Regions from separate parts of the Mus musculus genome. Here all the other regions are linked to region 1. A link is a contact called in public HiCAR-type and promoter capture Hi-C data. All regions are on one chromosome and are shown on one strand. Each heading gives the region's core, a stretch centred on a gene start, on an enhancer-like site or on the middle of the called end of the contact. The rest is flanking DNA. Distances are from core to core; before and after follow the strand shown.

Region 1 (2,700 bases), core at 7-2,506:
GCTTCCCGGAGCCAGCAGGCCGCGCGCGGCTCTCCGCGGCCTTCCCGCGGGCCTGCTCCTCACGTCAGCCGGAGGTACAAGGTGCTGGACAGAGGAAACGCGCCCACCCCTCAGGCCTCACCGGCCTGGGGCCGTGCCTGACGCCACCGGCAGCCGCCGCCCGCCCGCCCGGGAGCCCGGGGCCCCGGCAGCCACCACAGCTCAGGCCGCGCTGCCGCCGCCGCGGATGCCTCCGCCCTCCCCGCCGCCCAGCCGCCCCGCCGCCGCCGAGCTTTCCCCACCATTATGCTGCGCTCCGTCGCCGCCGCCGCTGCCGCCGCCGCGCCCGGCCCTCCCTCCGGAGCCGCCTCCTTCCCGCCGCCCGGCGCCTCTCGGGCCTCAGCCGGCGACGGGCGCGGGGGGCGGGGGGGACGCAGGCCGCCGCCTCCTCCTCCCCGCCATCTCCTCCCTCCTCCCCGGCTCCCCCCGCTGGCTCAGCGCGGAGGGCTCGGGGCTCGAGGGGCGCCATGTTGGCGGCGGCTTCCACCACAGAAAAAAAAAAAAAAAAATGCCTCGGCGCGCGCCGGGGCGAAACCGGGCGAGGCGGCCGGGGCGTCGCGCGCCGGCTGGAGGCCTGGCCCGCCGCGCGCTCTCGCTCGCTCGTTCGTTCGCTCGCTCACTCACCGCGTCTCCTCAGCCCGACGGCGGCGCGGGGCCTGCGGGGCTGCAGAGGACGCCTGGGGGGCAAAGTTGGCATCCCCCAACCAAGAGGCGGTTCACACGGTGCGGGCGCGGCGGCCGGCCCGGCTCGCGGCCTCCTCGGAGTTCATTGTGTGCGCTTGAGTGTTTCCCCGCGCGGGGCCGGGCCGGGCGAGCGCGGGGCCGGGCCGGGCGAGCGCGGGGCCTGGGCCGAGCTGCGCACGGGGGGCTCTAGCGGCCGGCGCGGGACTTGCGCGGCCCGCGCTGTCTCCCCGCCCCGAGGCCGGGGGAGCCCGCCGCACCCGCTCCTACCTTCCCTCGACCTGTCTCCGGCGCCTCGCTGAGAAATCGGTTTCAGCATATTCTAAGGGGGTCCACACACGAACTCCATGTCAACACACACGTGCGAGCTACGTACGTGCAGGCGCGCTGGAGGCGAGCACCGAGACACGAGGGTAGCATTGTTAGGATCCGGCCAAGCCCGGTGGGCTGCGTTGCAGCTTGCGGTGTGGACCCGCTCGGCACTTTGCTTGGCTCCTAATGGCTCCGTGTTGGACAAGCACTCGCCCGTGTACTACTGACCCGAGTGGGTAAGACGGTATCCCTCGCTTTCCAATCCTGTGCTCAAAAAAAAAAAAAAAGTTGCAAAGACACCCGAGTTCCCCGTCTCAAATATGCACAAGTGGGACGTTTAGAAAGAATGGACCACCCATTATCACTCTGGTTAGAACATTACAAATTGCTGTGAGGAGTAGGTTATCTTTTCTAGTGAGCAATTCTAGATCTAATCAGAGGAGAGCCCTTAAGCTATATGGCTTTAAAAGTCTTGGGGGAAAAGTCAAAGCATATACAGATGTCATACGTTGTCCTAACAACCTTTGCCTGCTAGGAGTTTAAAAGGGGAAACCCATTAGCTAAGATTGCCTGTCCCTATTCTCATTGGATAGATGTACCTGAAAAATCACTGGCGACGCCCCTAGAAATCTAGGGTTCTTATACAAATTATCCATCTGTTTACAGTGCTGATCTCTAAGTTAGAACTTACTTAGAGTAGCATTGAGTTGGCTTTTTGAAGTACACCAGTCAAACGGTCTTTCAAACTGTTAACAGTTCTGCCACTGATACCAGCATCGCAGAGAGAAGTGTTTGCTCTTTTGATGTTTGTTTCTGGCTTCCCCCCGCCCCCACTTCTAAGATCATGAAGTATTTATAATTCATTTAAATAATAAAATATGGCATGGCTGGACAGCAAGATTGCTCAGCAAATAAAGCCACTCACCACCAAGCCTGAAAGTCTGAGTTCAAGCCCCAGGACCCACCTGTGTGATGGAATGAAAGAACCAGTTTATTTCAGAAGTCGCCCTTAAACTAGATGGGTGGACTAAAGGATGCCAGGGGAAATCATGCCGTATTGGATTGGACTGCTGGACTGGAAATCACTTCTTTAAGTGAATCACCTCTTTTTTAAAAAAAGGTCTTCTTTCAGCTGTAGAGGAATGCCTACTTCTATATTTCTATGTAGTTTGCAGAAGCTACTCAAGTATGAAAATTTTTCTGTGTGGGGGGGAGGGAAAGAGGGAGGGACACACACACTCACAGAGAGAGAGAGAGAGAGAGAGAGAGAAGGGGGGAGGGAGAGAGGGAGAGAGAAATACAGTTTAGGAAAACAAAGTGACTCCCCCCAGTTATACAGAATAGAAATAGCTTCTATTTTTACATATAACTCTCTTAGATAGCCTATCTATAAGATTTCCTATTTCTTTGCTATAGTTTCCCAGCCCAACAGCTTTATTAACTGCATTTGTCTGTCAACTGGGTGAGTATATGAGGGTGGGTCAGAAGGCCAGTGGCTGGAGGTTGGACGGAGGTTTGGAAGACCAAAGTAATGTAGTTGTTTCTGTGCAACCTGTGACATACTCTGGATTTATGTACTGGGTTGTGAAAGAAGGCAAAAGGTTGAGGGGTCTGAGGGGAGAAATTGGAGACAGGAGGAATGATGGAGTTGAGGGATGGTTTGCATCA
Region 2 (2,939 bases), core at 148-2,647, 2.6 Mb after region 1:
CAGTTTTCTACAGTGGAGCTAACTCACTGTGCAAACCTAAGGCTAGGTCCCAATTACCATATGGACAATGTAAGATGAGCTAACTTGAACTAACTCTGTAGCATTTTTGGACCTTTTTTGCCTCATAATTCTTTGTCAGGGCATCTTTTCCCCTCCTTATAGGTCCTTTGCGTATATATCTCCGTTTCTGGTTTTGCATTTTTATAAGCTTTCTGTGTGTATAAGCAGGTATGTCTCTTTCTATATGTGTTTCTTGAGCTTTTTCTTTGGCACTTTTTTCTTCTCTTTGTTTTGTCTTATTCTGATGTTTGTTTTTATTTTGCCTATCGCCTTCGTCGTCATCATCGTATGTTTGTACCCTAAATAAGAAAGAGAAAAAACGGTGTGGATTTGGGTGGAAGGGGAAGTGTTGGAGGATCTGGGAAGAGTTGTGGAACGAAACTGTAACCAGAATATGAAAACAAAAAAGTTTTGTGTATTTTTTGTTTTTGTTTTTTGTTTGTTTTTGAGACAAGGTTTCTCTGTGCAGCTCTGGATATTCTGAAACTCACTCCACAAATCAGGCTTGCCTCGAATTCAGATCTGACTGCCTCTGCCTCCCTCGAGCTGGAATTAAAGAAGTGAGCCGCCACCTCCCATCTTGAAAAAAGTTATTTTCACTTAAAAAAATTAAAATGTCATGTTTCTAATAATAATAATAACAGAATAAGAAAAACACCACTCCCTAGGACTGCAGACAAGGCAAAGGTGATAAGGTTGTCAGTAACTGCGTTCAGCGAGTGTTTACTACTTACAGAGCAACCAGATTGCACTGAGAACTACAACTCACGTTAGGTTTGTGCCCTCCTCGGGTAGCATTAGAATTAGAAACGCGGCTTCCCGCGCTTCAGCCCCTCGCAGGCTGGATAAGTATCTCGTGAATGACCGGTTCCTGCTACACACCCGTAAAGCTCCCAAAGGCGGTTGGGGAAAAAGAATCCCAGACCTAAGCCTGAAGGCACATAGCAACACTGAGCGAGGCGTCGGGTACCTAGAGAAGCGAGCTGTAGCACCAAGGAGCGGAGGGGCGGGACTTATAGGTGGCTTTCTGGAAAGAAGGGGGAGGTACTGTAGGCGTGGCTTAGCACATTTTCGTGAGGGTGGAGCTTAAAGGAGGGGCGTGGAATAAATGTGGTGTCTTGGAAAGAGGTGCGGATGGAAGGCGGAGCTTAACTGGATGAGCGAGCGGAGGGTGGGGCTTTGAGGTTCAGGCCCTTAGAGGGGAAAGTAGGCGGGGAATTAAATGGCTGGCCTGAATAGGCGGAACTTAGAGTCACGGAGGCGGGGCCGTTGTATTGCGTTTTCTACAAAGGTGTCCCTTTTCTCTTGCCGTAGTGAGAAGCCGGAAGTTCCTATGAGGCGTGCTTTAGAGTTCCGGGACAGTGCCGGCACCATGTGGGAGCTGATCTGAGGAGTTGTTAGCTGTCTAATCCTGCTGATATTCCGAGTTCAGGGTGAGGAGGAGCACGGTGCGGCTAGGCGCGGCCGTGACTTGGAACGGGTGGCCGGGTGGGCCGTGAGGTCGTGGTGCAGAGCTGGGGAAAGCTGGTGCTGCGGAGGCGTAGTTAACGCAATTGCTGTGGTGGGTCCTGGAGGGTCGGGGAAGCAAGTTTCTGTGTCCTCGAAAGGACTGAGCGCTGTATTGCCAGAGCATGAGCCCTGGCCTGCCATCTGTTAAGGCGCCTGACGTTTCCTAAAAACTTTTCACGCTGTTCGTTCTTAGCCGGTGTTTTGAGACATCCGCCTCCGTGCAAGATGACGTCCTTAGCCCAGCAGCTCCAGCGACTCGCCCTCCCTCAAACTGATCCCAGCCTCCTATCGAGACGTGAAGTTGCCTCTCTGTTATTTGACCCCAAGGAGGCGGCCACAATCGACAGGGACACCGCCTTTGCCATCGGTGAGCCACCTTTCACTTAGCAAAGCTCCCAGAGCATGATATCGGGGAGTTGGGGGGGGGGGAGGTTCTGTATTTTCTTGCCCCCCCCCCCGTTCGCTTCCCGAGCAGTACCTTGTTTTCTTGGTAAGGGGGTGGGAAACAGCAATACTGCTAGATGTGTGAATGTATTTATAAATAATGGTATCTGAAATTTCACAAACTAACTAATATGTAAAAAGGAAGAAAAGTAAAGAAACCGAGACAATGACTGTGGTGTGAGAGGAGACTTTCAGAACTAGATGTAGTTTTAATGACTAAAAAGAAGGGCTCGGGTGGAGTTCTTGTCATGAAGTACTTTCTTTTCTCCTAGTGAGTGGGGGTCAGATTTATCCTATATGTTAACAACTAAAGCCAGTGTTTGAGAGTGTCTAACACATGGTAACAGAGTTCATGAGCTTGGGGGTGAGGAGAACAGGAGAGTATCTGTTGGGTTTGCCTACAAAGAAGTTACACGTGACTCTCCTCCTAGGATGCACTGGCCTGGAGGAGCTTCTTGGGATTGACCCTGCCTTTGAACAGTTTGAAGCGCCATTGTTCAGCCAGCTGGCAAAAGGCTTGGAGCGCAGCGTCCAGACCAAAGCAGTGAACAAGCAGCTGGATGAAAACATTTCATCGTTCCTCCTTCACTTGTCTCCTTATTTCCTCCTCAAGCCAGCGCAGAAGTGTCTGGAATGGCTGATTCACAGGTAGCTAAACCTTCATTAGTTGCCAACACTTGGTAAGCTAGATTGCTTTCACAAATTTCAAAGGTTAACATGATGTTTAGAATGTCAAGTGAACATGCTCTTCTTGAATAGGGTGCCATTAGTTCCTGTCTAGTGTGTTTAGGGTTTAGGGGGTTTGTTTGTTTGTTTGTTTGTTTTTTGAGACATGGTCTCAGTGTGTATCTCTGGTTGACCTCAAACTCACAGAAATCTGCCACCTTCTTCCCCAAGTCTGAGAAGTATGTCATTGTCTTTGGCTA
Region 3 (2,700 bases), core at 5-2,504, 2.7 Mb after region 1:
TTAAGTAAGTTGAGGGTGGGGTGGGGGTGGCAGAGTTACTCCGGGGAATACCAAATGCAATGTTTTGCATCAGCCCGGTTTTGAAAGATAAGAGCGCCCCCTCGGCACTGCGCCCTGCCCACTGAATCATTTACTACCTCTAGTCCTGATGACTCAAACCAGAACCAAGCCAGAAAATGAAACTAGAGTTTCCTGTCTTTTACTTCCTACAGTTCCGCCAGGCTGTAGACAATAGGCACTCGCCAAATCTCTTATTTTACCGGAGAAAAGAAAATTGCATCTCTCTTGGTTACACCCCTAAAAACCACCCTAGACCCCTACCTAGTATCTGTCACTAACTCATTTTATTCAAATCCTCTGAGCCTTTAATTCTGTTCTGTGCAATCCAGGAAGCACGAACTAGAGCAAAAAGGAGACAAGGAATTGCCATCACCACATCCATAATTGATATCTTTCCCGGAGAGAGATCAAGATGGCCTAGGTTGGCATTAAATAACTACTCTCCGAAGTCTCCAGACACGTATCACCGTCAGTCACAACAAGCCGTGGCTTAGGTTTAGGACGATTCCCAAACCCAGAGAAATTGCGTTTCCCCGTGTTTAACGTTGGGATAGAATGACGCAGCATGCTAAAGTGCGTGTCTGGAATAACGGAGTGTGACACAGCTGTCAACTGTCCCTGGGCCTGTCATTCTTGGGGATCCAGGTGATGCTCGCCCTTTCCCTGGCAGGTGAGCCGCCGAGCGGAGAGCCCTCACCGCAGCAGTCAGCGTTGTCCCGACACTACGGTCCCAGTACAAGCCTCAACCCACGATCGCTCCCGGTGTCCGGTGCCCCGTGCATGTGTCACGGAGGAGACGGCGGGATGCCGTGTCCACACTCGGATTCCGGTCCGGGAACAGTGGTATCCCGATGTCCCTGAGCCCGCAGTCGCCAGGACTCACCCCGGTGGTAGTAAGCGCTTTGCTCCGACTTGTGTCCCCTGACGGACGCCGTCCGGTTCCCGGAGCCGCCACAGGCAGAGGGCGGGGTCAGCCCGCGGCCGTTTCCGCGAGAACGACTGCAGGGGCGGGGCGTCCGAGTGCTGCGAGCTGGGGCTGTTGGGCTCTTAATGTCACACACGCAGACCTATGGCTGGCTGTGGGAGTGGCTGGCTGGGGTTGGGGTGTGGCTCACCTCACGTGCTGGAAGCCCCCAGGTTGATTTCCACCCAGCTCTGCACAAATCGGTCGGGGTGCACCCCTGTAGTTCCAGCCCTGCGAGGTGGAGGCAGGAGGACCACAAGTTCAATGTCATACTGGAGAACTTAAGGAATTCGGGGTCACTCTGGGACAGATACCTGATCTCAAGGGTGTTAAAAATACACTTAAAGAATAATCGTGGGGGGTGTGGCCGGGGTACTCCTGGGTTTGCCTCCTTTGCAGCCTTGGGTCAGAACTGAACAATGTTGTGAGCCAATCAGATTTAGCAGCCACTCATTGCCAATAACTAGCCTTGTGTGTGGAGGAATTCGTTCTTCTTTGTCCCTGCAAGAAACCCCATCCTGTGAGCAGTAGCCAGAACATGTCAACACTGGGTGATTGGCCGCTTATTCTGTGCTGGAGTTTACTACAGGGAACGCTTCCTTAGGAAACAGTTTAGACACTGATGCTCAGTTCTGAGCAGAGTAGATGGTCAATAAGCACTGAGCTGCATAGTCAGGGCGCTGCACTGCTGACGGTTTGCCCCGTATTTGTACGAACAAACTTAAATAAAACTGTAGGGCGCTGAGAATGGCTGACTGAGCTACCTAGTTTTGATGTCCTAATGGCCTCAAGGTTATGTTCTTTTCTAGATATTAGCCATGTTTGTTTTTAAAGGACATGTTTGACATAGCCATTTGGTCTTTTTCTCTGGCTGTGTGTTTTATTTTGTTTTGAACTTGTATTTTATTTTTTTAAAGCCTCTTAGCAGCAACCTCGTGTTCTGATTCGTTACTTTTTCTCCTTCCTCATGTCCATTTTCTAATTTTGATTAACTCCTCAAGATTCTACTTTAATAGCTGGAGTTAACCCTTGATGTATGTTGTCTTAGCTCTGTTGTTATTACTAGGTGTGGTAGGCTTCTCACTACACTTTCTGGGGTTTGTAAGAGATAGGGTGTGGAGAGCTTTTGGAGCCCGTTTCTAGAAACTTTGCAGGAATTAAACATTGGGCCAGGACACAGAAGTAAGCTCAGGCAGGAATATCGTTTTGGGCTAGAGCAAAGAAGTAGGCTTCAGTCAAGAATGTGACTTTGGGCTAGGAGAGGGAAGTAGGCTCAGATATCTTGGTCATCTTGATAAGCCCCTGCCTGGAAACATTGATCACAGGACTTTGTTCCTTGACTGTTTGTGTTTATAGTCCTGCTTGTCCTTGACCCAGAACTGATATTATTTTGCATGTACTTAAACTGGTATCAAAGCAGACTGGAAAAACATTATAAGCCTGACTCAGCCTCAGAACTCGCTGGGGTCATGCCACAGTGTTGTCTTGTTGTCTTTTTTCTTTTTAATTCCGACTCCCTCCCTGGAGAACCTGTTGACTGACGGAGCTGGCTTGGTCAATAGGGAATCTGCCATACACATTCCCAACCCTACTGTAATGCCTCTAAAGAAGGGCTCCCCAGGCTTCGGTTGAGTGCTACATTATTCAAAATGAAGAGCAGTTGAGTTATCTTCAGT

What was found. Promoter capture Hi-C pulls out the DNA fragments that hold promoters and counts their contacts. HiCAR-type assays count read pairs that join an accessible place to other places.
Region 2: a contact with region 1 is called in a promoter capture Hi-C map of embryonic stem cells, with 4 times the contacts expected there. The contact joins the promoter of Heatr1 here to the promoter of Zmynd11 in region 1. A contact is called at or near these places in 1 of 39 promoter capture datasets (embryonic stem cells), 3 of 115 datasets of contacts at active chromatin or transcription factors (astrocytes, memory CD8 T cells and thymic regulatory T cells) and 1 of 9 other capture datasets (adipose tissue).
Region 3: a contact with region 1 is called in a HiCAR-type map of astrocytes, with 3 times the contacts expected there. The contact joins the promoter of Lgals8 here to the promoter of Zmynd11 in region 1. A contact is called at or near these places in 3 of 115 datasets of contacts at active chromatin or transcription factors (astrocytes, large pre-B cells and stem cell-derived neural progenitor cells) and 1 of 9 other capture datasets (liver).

Annotation. Positions count from the first base shown.
Region 1 is chr13:9,764,065-9,766,764 of GRCm38.p6, forward strand. Zmynd11 (zinc finger, MYND domain containing 11) reads right to left here and starts at 1,257. Exons shown (of 15, transcript NM_001199141.2): 1 at 991-1,257.
Region 2 is chr13:12,393,978-12,396,916 of GRCm38.p6, forward strand. It overlaps Heatr1 (HEAT repeat containing 1), which reads left to right and starts at 1,398. Exons shown (of 45, transcript NM_144835.4): 1 at 1,398-1,493; 2 at 1,763-1,936; 3 at 2,445-2,661. The coding sequence starts at 1,795.
Region 3 is chr13:12,460,484-12,463,183 of GRCm38.p6, forward strand. Lgals8 (lectin, galactose binding, soluble 8) reads right to left here and starts at 1,255. Exons shown (of 10, transcript NM_001199043.1): 1 at 758-1,255.